Linked DNA regions of Mus musculus: regions 1, 2 and 4 are each linked to region 3. The links are chromatin contacts, called in public Hi-C and promoter capture Hi-C maps. All regions are on one chromosome and are shown on one strand. The core of a region is the stretch at or near the end of the contact, and the rest is flanking DNA. Distances in the headings are between cores, read along the strand shown. Region 1 holds the start of Plekha3 (pleckstrin homology domain-containing, family A (phosphoinositide binding specific) member 3). Region 2 holds the start of Zc3h15 (zinc finger CCCH-type containing 15). Region 3 holds the start of Dnajc10 (DnaJ heat shock protein family (Hsp40) member C10). Region 4 holds the start of Itgav (integrin alpha V).

The links. Promoter capture Hi-C pulls out the DNA fragments that hold promoters and counts their contacts. Hi-C and Micro-C count contacts between places; a contact is called where the count stands out from the background.
Region 1: a Hi-C map of B cells shows a contact between it and region 3, with 7 read pairs. The contact joins the promoter of Plekha3 here to the promoter of Dnajc10 in region 3. A contact is called at or near these places in 2 of 39 promoter capture datasets (the C10 cell line and pre-B cells) and 3 of 484 Hi-C or Micro-C datasets (B cells, cerebral cortex and natural killer cells).
Region 2: a contact with region 3 is called in a promoter capture Hi-C map of pre-B cells. The contact joins the promoter of Zc3h15 here to the promoter of Dnajc10 in region 3. A contact is called at or near these places in 3 of 39 promoter capture datasets (cranial neural crest, liver and pre-B cells) and 3 of 484 Hi-C or Micro-C datasets (B cells, CD4 T cells and pre-B cells).
Region 4: a promoter capture Hi-C map of pre-B cells shows a contact between it and region 3, with 2.4 times the contacts expected there. The contact joins the promoter of Itgav here to the promoter of Dnajc10 in region 3. A contact is called at or near these places in 2 of 39 promoter capture datasets (cranial neural crest and pre-B cells) and 1 of 484 Hi-C or Micro-C datasets (pre-B cells).

The regions. Positions count from the first base shown.
Region 1 is chr2:76,673,903-76,676,729 of GRCm38.p6, forward strand. It overlaps Plekha3 (pleckstrin homology domain-containing, family A (phosphoinositide binding specific) member 3), which reads left to right and starts at 1,413. Exons shown (of 8, transcript NM_031256.3): 1 at 1,413-1,732. The coding sequence starts at 1,693. Gm39860 (a long non-coding RNA gene) reads left to right here and starts at 1,739. Exons shown (of 2, transcript XR_866494.2): 1 at 1,739-1,948; 2 at 2,091-2,827.
Region 2 is chr2:83,643,218-83,646,178 of GRCm38.p6, forward strand. Zc3h15 (zinc finger CCCH-type containing 15) reads left to right here and starts at 1,361. Exons shown (of 10, transcript NM_026934.3): 1 at 1,361-1,510. The coding sequence starts at 1,436.
Region 3 is chr2:80,313,846-80,316,811 of GRCm38.p6, forward strand. Dnajc10 (DnaJ heat shock protein family (Hsp40) member C10) reads left to right here and starts at 1,621. Exons shown (of 23, transcript NM_024181.2): 1 at 1,621-1,960.
Region 4 is chr2:83,722,526-83,725,656 of GRCm38.p6, forward strand. Itgav (integrin alpha V) reads left to right here and starts at 1,872. Exons shown (of 30, transcript NM_008402.3): 1 at 1,872-2,394. The coding sequence starts at 2,210.

The DNA.
Region 1 (2,827 bases), core at 163-2,662, 3.6 Mb before region 3:
GAGGTGAAGGCCTTTAGCAGAGAAAAGCTTTTTTTTTTTTTTTTTCTCCCATGAGAATTCATTCACATCAGACAGGAAAACTGACTATTGAACATTTTGTTCCAATTTCACAGCTGGCTAATAGACAACAGAGATTAGTCCAGTCTCTTGATATATCCCCCTTATCCTTTTAGTATGATAAACCTTTCAAACAACACAAAACTCGAATTTTATGGTAAGTGTCAGATGCCCTCCACAGTTGAACTATCATTACTGAACTCTATGTGATTTGTTGAATATTCAGCTCGTCGATTCCCCAAGTGGACATCCCGATCACCCTATTCAGTCAGCCTTCCTGGAAGGATAAGCCAGGGATTTCACTACCTCAATACTGACTCTGCTTTATGCAAAGTAATTGGAATTTGCAAAACTTTCTAAATCTAAAAGTTGTCAAGTGTGTAAGGACGCCCTTCCAAGTGAGATTAAAAAAAAATTAAGAGAAATCCTTTTAAAAACAAAACAAAAATAGGATGCACGATACCTTCTTAACATTTTTCTTCTTAACCTCTTCTTTCCTGTGTGTGTGTGTGTGTGTGTGTGTGTGAGAGAGAGAGAGAGAGAGAGAGAGAGAGAAAGAGAGAGAGAGAGAAGGGGGGTCTGTCTGGCCTAGAAGTCACTGCGTAGACCAGGCAGGCTTGGAACTAACAGAACTCATCTGCCTTCCTCTGCTTCCTAAATGCTGGTATTAAAGGCATACATCGTGATGTATGACATTAAAAGAAAAAAAAATGTGTGTGTGTGTGGGGGGGGGGCCGGGGGGGGGATGCGTGTAACATGGCCCATGTGTAAATGAGGTTCTTTCCTTCCACTGTGTGAGGCCCCCAGGACAGTACTGGTCAAGCTCCCGGAGGCAAGCGCTTTACTTGGAAAGCTATCTTGCCAACCCTAGTTCCATAAGACCTTGTTGGAGGACCTCTCTGGCCTGCATACTACTTTCTTAAAAGAAGGATGTAGCCCAGGCTGGCCTTTGGTCCTTCCTGCCTCAGCCTCTAGAGTGCTGGGATTACAGGGCCTTGCCATTGCTCCAGCTTTTCCTAGGAGGTAACTTCCTACTTCCCCGGAGTGTGAGCACTGGAAGCTCCAAGAAATGAGCAACCCTTGATTTTATTGAAAAAGATCCGAAGGAGGCGAGGCCTTCGGCAGCCGCCTTGTGCAGGATGCCCCGGGAGTTGGTCTGCTGCGGACTGGAGATGTCCGGATGCGGGGCAGCCGGGGAGCGGGGGACCGCGGAGCCGCCCCACGAGGGCGCGCGGCGCAGCCTCGGGCACGCGGCCGTCCCGCAGCCCCGCCGCCGGGGAGGGGTTTCGTGGGCCGAGCCGGCCCCTTTCATCCAGGAAGTGAAAGCGACGTCGGGGTCAATGAAAACAAGCCGGGAAGCCCGAGGGGAAGGAAGGCAGGCGTGCAGGAGGGCAGCGCCGGGGCTCGTGGAGCGGTGGCGGAGCGGGAGGGCGGCGGGCGCTGGGGTCGTCCCGGGGGTCGCCGCGCCGTTCCCGCTGGGGATGTCCGCGCCTCGCGGCCTCCGAGCAGCACGGGGCGCCCGCCGGCCGGGCCTCTGAGGGCCGCCGGGTCGGGGCGGAGGGCTGCGGGCCCGCGCCTCCGCAGCAGCGCGGCCGGCGCCGGGCCAGGAGGATGCGCGGCGCCGGGCTCTGAAGCATGGAGGGGGTTCTGTACAAGTGGACCAACTATCTCACAGGTACGGGGCGGGCGGCGTGGGGCGGCGGGCAGTCGGGCCCTTGGGCACCCCCTGGCAAGCCGCGGCACTCAGTTCCGCGCTCGATGCCCTCCGACCCTTCCACTGCCCCTCGTGGGGCCCATTACGGGCCTCTTCGATTGGGAGTTCGAGACTGCGTACCAGCCTGAGGATGGGACACCACCAAAAACCTGCACTGCCCCTTGTGCCTCGGAAACAGTATCCCATCATCTCTTTTATCCACTGTCTCCTTCATCCACGCTCTATGGACAGCATTTGTAAAGTGTGTGTGTGCATTTGATTTTAAGATTTTTTTTTTTTTTTTTTTTTTTGTATATTCCTTTACATTTTCTTACCACAGGTTTGAAAGTCCACTTGTTGCGGCTGGCTGAGCTCATCAAGTGTGCTTTTGGAAGCTATCCTCAGAGAAGGTTCTTAAGGATTGGTTTTCTGTGAGGTTTGGGAATTTGGGTAATTGTGAGACATAGTGGAAGAAAGCACATTTTTAACACCACGGGAATTCGAGTCATTGTGAGAAATGGTTGGAAGTGCAGCCCAGAAGGAGCGGGCAAGTTTCCCTGGTGGGGTAGTTAGAAGAAAGCTGTTTGTATAGAAATGGGATCAGCAGCAGGGGGCTGTCCCTGCCTGTGATATTGGAAGTCTGGCTTTTAAAACACACCTTAAATCCATACATACTCTGTGATCTTTGTAAGAACTAACACCAAAGGCAGGTGGTATTCATTCAGGACCCCAGTTGGATAGGCCTGGGTGGTTAGCCATTTTGTCCCAGAGGTACTTTCCAACCTCTGAATCCCATGATCTCACTGAACTAGAGGAAAACCGGCGGCTTGAAGGGAATTGTGGGCAGTTCTCAGATTCTTAGTTACAAAGGATGGGCAGTTGTCATCTTGCTGCTGCTCACATACTCTGCCCAGTATTGAGCATCCTGTGATGCACTCAGCTAGTGTTCATCTAACTTGTGGGGAGCTGCAGGCAAACCCTGCTAGGGCTAAATGCTTGGTTGTATCTGGCTAGAGCCAGATTTACGATAGCCAGCGGCTTGATGTTTATAATGCACCGTGTTTTCTGCTCGAATGG
Region 2 (2,961 bases), core at 111-2,610, 3.3 Mb after region 3:
TACTTACGATTGCCATAAAAAAATTCTTTAAAATTAGAGACATTAAATGAATCACTAAAAAGGGGGATATTAAGATTACTACATTCTGCTACTACAGGAATTCTTAATCAACTTCTGAAGAATAAATAATACAGAAAAGTAAACTGTCACAGTGTTCCACAAAGGCTCCTGTTGAGTTGGGTGACACTCCTAGGGAGAGTGGAACACATGAAGGGAAGTAGATCACTGGGGAAAGCCCTTGAAAGGAATATTGGGTCCCCTGCCCCTAAGTGTCTCTTTTTGCTTTGGTTGCCATCAGATGAACACTGTCCATTTCCCTCATGGTGGCATTAGGGTTCCAAAGTAGTTTTCTGCTTATGAAATTGTTGAAAAACTAATAACTCCCTTCTCTGGAAGGATGATTCTTCTGTTAATCAATGTAGGTAAAACAGTAACCATGCAAAAGAACAGCCATTCATTGTGTGCTTTTTTAAAGTCAGTATTTGGCTGAATAAAAAATAGTAGATTCATTTGCATATCAAAAGCCATACTTTTGGTTTAGTCTACAATATAAACAGAGCCCTGAAGCAAGACTAACCAGGCTGAAATTCTTATCTTGGATTTTACATTTAGCCACCTTTCTTTCTGCGTTTCATCTCAAACAGTGCTAACAGTTAACCATTCGTACCTCAGTGTAGATGTAATGAGTGAAATCGTGTGTGTAAAGTCATTATGGAATTTACCAAACACTTAAACTAACCTTAAATTGGGCTTGGCCCATACTGTTAGGCTAGTTTGACATAGTAAAATAGTGATTTTTTTTTTTCCGGAATCGTTAAGGCAGCCCCCTAAAATTAGTACAGGACTTGAAGAGAAACTAAGGATTTCACCCACTAGGACTCCACGTCTGACGATCTCCAAATGAAACTTTATTTCTTTACGCAACTTCATACTGAAGGTGCTGCATTGCAACCCTGCCCCTCCAGAGGACAAGACAGTAGCTCATAATTGATGCAGCCGCTCCGTGATTACTCAAGATGGTACTGTCCAGTGCTAACTAGATCTAGAACTCTCTACGCCAGGGGTCTATACAAGTGAGGTGAGGAGGCATCACTCGCGGTGCTAATGAAGGACGAAGCCAAGCAAGTGGCAAGCGCCTCACCAAAAGGAGGCGTCACACGCCGCGCCTTTCCCAGTTCCCACGTCTCATCCACGCCCCCTCCCGGCTCGGCGCAGCCGGAGCGCACGCGCAGCTCCACTTCCGGGCGCCTCGCCTCGCGCCCCACAGTGCATAGCGGCGCCGTGCTGTCGCAAAGGCCACATCCGGGCGGCGAATGAGCGAGTCGCTTTCCGTGCGCTGCGGCGGCGGCTGGGTCTTCCTGCTCCCGCCGAGCTGCCGGACGCCCCGACGGTAGCCATCTGCGTCGCAGTCGGCCCGGTGCCCCCCGCCTCCGCGATGCCCCCCAAGAAACAGGCTCAGGCCGGGGGCAGCAAGAAGGCGGAGCAGAAGAAGAAGGAGAAGATCATCGAGGTACGTCCCCTCCCCCTCCCCGCCGCACCGGGCTGGGGCTCGCCGGGCTGCGGAGCGCGGCTCCCCGGGGCCACGTGTCGGCGCCCGGCCCGGTGGGCCCCGACTGAAGTGGTTCTCGCCGCCCCTCATCGCTGTAGTGAGGCCGCTGCGCCCCCGCGCTCGCCGCGTCTCCACCCACGCGCCCGCCGCGCCCACTCGGCCGCCCAGGGACCCCCGGCCCGGCCTTTCGATGCTCACGACTTTCCGCGGCTCCTCGGGCTGTGCCTGAAAAAACAAGCTGAGTGGCGCTCTGGAAGGCCCCTCCTGACTGACCTGACGCCTTGGGTTTGGTTTTTTTCTTTATCAGGCAGTGAGAGGTAGCGCTGTTCATTTTCAAGAGCCAGCGGACTATTTACCACTTTTTTGTTGTTGTTGTTTCTTTTGGTGTTTGGTCCATCTGGAAACTTTCGTGTCAAGAACAGAGGTTTCCCAAAAAGCGTGGCCCAGCGGTTTTGTACAGAATGCTTCGTTCATACATGGAGTCTGAATTAAACGTAGGCTCTGTCACAGTACCTATGTTAAATTGGGAGCTCCCAGTTTACCTACACACACACACACACACACACACACACACACGAGCGTCTTTTAATGCATTGAACTTGTAGGCATTCAGTGAGTGAGGCAAGGTACTGATGTTCTTAAATGTTCCTCAGGTTACAACGATTGTCTACTTGAGTTTCCTTAAGATAGGTAATGAAATTTCACATTCGATAAACGTATTTCTTCCATACTAATCCTCATTTAAAAGTAAATGGTACCTCATAGACTTGGATGTAGTTGGAAGAAAAGATGACTATTTTACAGCATCTGAGTATAAAGTAACCTTTAGTAGGCTCGTTCTTATTAAAATAGCCAGAATGAATGTTTGGGGTTTCGAAATGAGATGTTTGCTTATGATCGTTTTTTTTCAACATTTGATTGTTATAGCCTTGAAAGATAGAAGTGAGAATTCGCCAGGGTTCCTTTATACACGCTAATGAGATTAATCTTTTGTCAGATTGTATGTAGTTAAAGTTGGCTGATTTAATTTAAATAAAATTAATGTGAACACATCTAATAATTTACTGACTGTTGGAGTTCTAAGGTAGAACTGCCGTAGCCAAACATCTGGAAGCAAAACTGTTGCCAAGCAGTGCTGGTGTGTGCCTTTCATCTCAGTAGACAGTTTGCCTGGTCTACAGAATGGCCAGAGCACACAGAGAAACTCTTGTCCAAGGGAAAATAAAAGAAAGAAAAATAATTGTCACCTTTACATCTGAAGAAAAAAATCAGGATTTGGGAGACTTAAATCTCTGGGAATAATAATCTGGTGGCAATTCAATATTGTGCCAACAAAGGACATTCAGAAATAGCATTTTACTTACAAACTACTGAGATTGAATAAATATAAAATAGACCACAAAACAGTAAAA
Region 3 (2,966 bases), core at 371-2,870:
AAGCATCCCATCTGTGAAAAAAACACACACTAGTTTTGGGGGGTGGGGGGGGTCATGGGAGAAGTCAACTTACTCCCAAACTTTTGAGAAAAACAATTTTTTTGTACTACAACATTTAATTCCTTGTAACTTTAAGATCATTTCAAATTAAGCAAAGTCATCCTTACATAAAACATTTCATCACTTAAAACTCTTCTTCAGCTTCCCATTGAAAAGGGGGAGGACTTTTAAGTTTATTTTTAAAGATTTGTTTATTTTTATGCACATTGGTGTTCTGCCTACATGTCTGTGCAAGAGTGCCAGAGCCTCTGGAACTGCTGTTACAGATAGTTGTGGGCTGCCATGTGGGTGTTGGGAATTGAACTCTGTCTTCTGGAAGAGCAGCCAGTAATCTTAACCACTGAGCCATAAAACCTCTTAAAATGAGCTGAAAGCTGTTGGATGGTCGTTTCTACCTTTTGGTCTTACTGTGATCTGTGTTTCATATTTTTTCCTTCCTAATTACAGATATATTTGAATAACTAACAGGCTAATGTGTCCCTCTATCATCCAATTTATTAGGAGCAGAAAGTCTTTGCTCTTGTTACCCACCAGTACATATCCCAGAGAAGAGAAAATGTTTTACACACTGCTTTAAATTACTTGTGGCATGCTGCCTGTGTGTCTGTGTTTTCTCTGCTTTTCCTTTCCTAAGCATCTCCTTTGAATCCTCCCTTCAGGAGTTGCAAACTATGTAAGATGCAACTCCAGTCCTTTACAATAAAGCTTTAAGAAGCTTCCTTACCATCTAAAAATATAAGTTGAAATGTATTCACTATGGTAACAAAAACCTATTAGTTTCCACTTGATTCTTCAGTTCTCTGTTTTGCTTTTAGATTTTTTTCTAAGGAGTTTTGGATCACCGTGGCATAATGAACTAGGTTGTTTAAGTGTTAATCTTATTTTCCTCAATTTTTAGTTACCCATTTATTTTCCATTTTGACATGTGTATGATAATCAGCTGTATCTCCCGAGAATATTTTAGGGCTGAGTTAACGCGTGTGTACTTCGGCCAGTTCCTGGTACAGGTTAACAGCTGCTACTTCAGGCTCTTTCTGATATTTCTGCCTTTGTTCGTTATACTTCCGCTTCTTTCCTACAATATGTTGGTTTAGCAACAGGTCCTACAGCCATAAAATTATTAACTGACATCTGGTTAACTACCCAAAGACTCACTATCAATTTCTACTTATTTCAAATCACTACCACCAGCTTCCATCACTTCCTCTTTCAGGGACTTTAATGTGTCTACTTCAACGGTCAAAGTGTCATGACTCAAACACTGCAGTTTCTGTAACAAATCCAGTAAAGGAGAGGATCAGAAGGCAGATTCACAAATCCAGAAATCCTGTAGAACGCTTCATATTTGTTGATACATAAAAGTTGTAAACAATTTTATTTCTAGAAAACTTTAATTATTCTGTCCGGTCCCTGGCAACGGGGTCAATTCAGACAAGTTCTCCACTTTCTGCCAAATCTGCCCTTTCAAGGATACCCACCCTTTAACCAAACCTCCAGAGAGCCGGATCTCTCCACCCGGGTTTTCCCGTCGCCCTGGCAACGGGACCGGAAAAGGCGGGCTTCACACCCTTCCTTCCGCCAGCGGTTGACTACGGCCGCAAGATGCCTGTGGGCCGCGCTGCGGGATGCTTCCCTATCTCTGGCTAGGAGCGGGACCCGCAGCCACCGCCGCAGCCACACAGAAGGCCACGTCAGCCTCGGCGGTCCCACCCGTCCCTCCCTGCTGGCCACCCGTCGGCCTTCGCCCACGCCTTTCCCACAATGCCCCGCGCCAGGCCCCGCCCCGCCGGCGCGACGGGAGCGGCAGAATTGCTGCTGCGCGCGTTCGCAGGCAGCGTCCGGTCCTGCCGGGTCCGGAGCTCGGCGACCTGAGGATGGGGCAGTAGCTGAGGACGCCGAGGTGGGCGCGGGCCGGGCTCCACGCACTGCGGGGGCATCAGGGAGGGAGGACGCCAGACCCATCCCACCGCCTCGGTGCCCCCATTGCGCCGGGTTTTCACGGCCCCCTCCACCCCACCTCTGCGAGCCCCCTTCTGCTCGCACTTTCTAACTCGGGGTCTCTCTCCCTGGTCCGACCTGGGACCTCAAGGCGCACCCTTGCCAGCCCCGTACCCTCTGTCTTTCGCCTCTCCCCGATCCCGCTCTGGAGCGGTGGCAGCATCCCTCATTAACACTGCGTTTACCTGCAGCCTCACTGGCCCCAGGCTGTTCAGTTATTCCCAGGCTTTGCCTGAACCCACCCTAAGCCGAGGGACACCTTATCCCAAAGTCGCCTTTGTTGAGATTTGTTCTTCATTTGTTTTCCTTCCTGATGGTTGTCAGTCTGGGTATTTCTGTTTTACTGTCAGTATATTTTACAAAGGGCTATTAGGGGAGGCGGGTGAAAAAAGGGAGTTAGACGTGAGGTGAGGCCTGTTCCCAGGTAAGGAGAAATACTTAGAAACATATCCGGACTTAAGGGAAGAGAGCTGAAACTGAGGAGGTTAGGGAAGTTAGATCTTTTTTTTTTCCCCCAAAGCATTTGAAGATATTAAAGAGGACTAGTTTAGCTGTAAGGTTAAATGTTAGGGTTTTACCCTCAAGCAATGCCTGGTGCTCTTTGTTTTCCTAGTTTTTACTCCAGACAGGAGCTTTACAGTGAAATTGCATTGATTTGCAATTATTATAAAATATCTTCTCTTGGTGCTAACACTTTAGAGAACTTGTGTGGCCTGCTTTTTTAAGTTATCTATTTTTATACTGATGTTCTTAAACGGTTATGTAAAAAAGTACAACCCTCTTGGAAAAGCTTCATGCTTCCTTGTTTTTCCCTCGAAGGCATTCTCTACAAATGAGATTAGATTTAAAAAAGGAACTTGATAAGCTTTCCAGGCGTGGAAGGAGCTGAAAGGGAGGAGGTATTAGAA
Region 4 (3,131 bases), core at 622-3,121, 3.4 Mb after region 3:
CGTAGTAGAAATGTTCAACTTTCTGTGTTTAAGTCCTAGTTAGATTGTTCATTTGTGGAAGAAGCACAAAGAATAACTTCCAGACTTGGAATTTTTGTGGTTAAAGAACTGTATTAAGGTGGGATTTTAAATGGCTATAGTTAGAATAAGCTGTGCAGTTTATTCACATGTTAAGAACAAATCTCAAGTAGTTATCATGTAAGAAAATGCCGTAGTTTTTCATTTCCATCCAGTAAAAGGCACGATTTCTTTCAAAAATTGTGTGTGATGACCATCTGAATGAGAAACTGAAAATCCCAGACTTGTCTTTAGTCTCTAGACCTGAGGGTACCCGACTGGCCGGCAGCATGGTTTTCAGAAAGAGATGCAGAGAACACAGGGAGTGCACAGAACATTCTTGCTCTCCACGAATCATTGTCTGCCTCTTAAACCCCACATTCTGATCCCAAATGGTGACAAGGAATGAAAGAGCAACCACAGGGTCTTGTGTATAAGTATCCACACAGGATTTCCTGTCTCTGAGGTGGCTTTTACATAGGTATTAGCCTGTGGCTGATAAGATCTCCCAACAGTTTTGCTGCTTATTTTTTACATTTTAAAAATCAACTTGCTTAACCCAACTAAGGCTATCCACACCCCCACACATGATTACTTATGTTATGAGATGAATGCATGCTGACACTGAGGTGTTTTTTCTGCTGTGTGAGACAGGGATCTTCTTATGTTGACTGGGCTCAGGGGGGCCTACTGCCTCTGTGCTTAGTCTGGGACTGATTTTTAATAACTGTTTTGGGAAAATAGTTCAAATTCTCCACTACTTTACTTGGAAGTATGCAAGGCCTAAGCAATGCATTTATATTTAATCATTTTATCCTATTGACCAAATTCTTCATTCCTTCTTCTTTCTTCGTCTCACCCTTCTCCTCTTCCTCCTCTTCCTTCTTATCTTGCTCCTCCTCTTCCTCTTCCTCCTCCCTTCTGAGACAAGGTCTTACCTGTAGGCCTGGCCAGCCTGGAATTTGCTACACAGACCAGATCCTCCTGCTTCTCACTTCATGGTGCTAGGATTAAAAGCATTTGCCACCACATTAAAAGCATGGATCACCACTCCCGGCCCATTCATCAAATTGTTTAGCACTTGATATACATAGAACACAGGAATACTGAGCAAATTTACAAAAACAAACAAAAAAAAACCAAAAAAAACCAAAACAAAACAAAAAAGACTTATTTTGTGTGTATGGGTGTGACCCACGTACATGCCTGATACACACAGAGGCCAGAAGAAGAATTGGAACTGGAAAGCAAGAAACAGAAAAGAAAAAAGGAAAGGAAGTAAAAGAAAGAAAAGAGAAGATCCAAGCACAGGCTTGAAGTCTTCTGGGTGGATTTGAGAGGCTCATCACCTAAACTTTGCCTTGCAACGTTTTTGTCAGCCAGTGAGATCCAGTTCCACACACCGCATCCGGGAGGAGCTGTGCTAGCCCTCTGGGAGTTTATAATTAAGTTCAGTGTGTGGAGGATGGAAGGGGAGGGAAATGGCATATAATTACAGAGTTCTGTTGGTGAGCGCCTGCCGGGCTAAGTGGCAGAAGTAAGAGAAGCGGATAAAGCTTTCCGCATTCTTAAACAAAAGTCCCTCAGAAGTGCCTGGAGGAACCAGGGAACGGGGTGTGCCTGGTTCTTTTTCTTTTGATTGCAGCCAGTCCCCGGCTTGCAGGGCTTCGGCTGGAGGCGCGCTGCCACTGCCCCCCTGGTCCTTTGGATCTGGGCCGCAGTCCCGGGACAGCCTCGGAGGACCGGCCGCCAGCGCGCACGGAAGTGCGCCCGGCCTTCTCCTGTGGGAGGCCACCGTGAGCGCGACTTCCTCTTTCGGCGGGGCGGCCCGGCCTGGCCGGCTCCTCCTCCTCCCCGGCCTCCTCCCCCAGTCCGGGCTGCTCACGGTTCCGAGGTACTGTGCTCGCCCCGCCACTTCTCAGCGCCAGGCACCGCGCGAGCCAGCGACAGAGCCGGAGTCCCGGGTCGGACACCGCTCCTCCTGGGTGCCGCCCGGCTCAGCTTCGCGCCGCCCGGCCGCCCCGCCGCCCTTGACCGCAAGCGCACAGCACAGCTCGGCAGTTCGGGGGCGCGCAGGCGGCGGGCCGCGGCCACCGAGCACCGGGACAGGGACTGAAGTCTTTCGGCTCTGCGCCCCGCGCGCGCCCCGGCGATGGCTGCTCCCGGGCGCCTGCTGCTACGCCCTCGCCCCGGCGGCCTCCTGCTGCTGCTGCCGGGTCTCCTGCTGCCCCTCGCCGACGCCTTCAACCTGGACGTCGAAAGTCCCGCCGAGTATGCGGGTCCCGAGGGAAGTTACTTCGGATTCGCCGTGGACTTCTTCGAGCCCAGCACGTCCTCGTAAGTGGCCGCGCTCGAGTCCCCAGGCGCCCCCTCCCCCACCGCGCACCCTCAGCGGATCCGCACCCAGCCGCTGGCTCCAGGGTCCTCCCGGCCCCAAACCCGCCTACTCTCTCCATGCCGCGGCTGGCCCAGGTCTGGCATGGATGAAACTTTTGTGGGGATGACCTAACCTGACACTCAGCATCCAGTTTCACCGTGTCCCCAACTTCTTCTGATTGGCTGGGGACAGTGCGAGAGAGCTTTGAAGGAGCTCTGTTAAGCATCCAGGAAAAGTGAGACATCTGTACAGGCTTGTCCTGCGAGACTTTTGGCCATCTCTTGTCATTCCGTAACTTGCTTCACTTGGCCCCAGAATTTTTTTCTTCCGTATCAACCAGTTAGCCTCTTCCTAGTGCTTTTTGCTTTCTGAAATTAGCTCTTCCTTCGTCTGATTCTCTCTCTCTCGCTCTCTCTCTCTCTCTCTCTCGGTTTTTTTCCCACTCCTCTTCTAGACACTCCGATGACTAAAGTGACCAAATTGTTGTATTAATTTGTAAAGGACTATGAGACCTTTGCGCGTTTAAGGTCCACCAGATGAATGGAATGCGTCATCTGCTCCTTTCTAGTCCACTATTTAGGTCATTGTTCAGACAGAGCGAGGGTGTTTGCTGAGTTTTCACTCTCTGCAGGTCACTTCAATGCTGAAGAATACAGCAGGTCACGTAGGCTTTCAAATTACTCACGTCCCGTGTTGC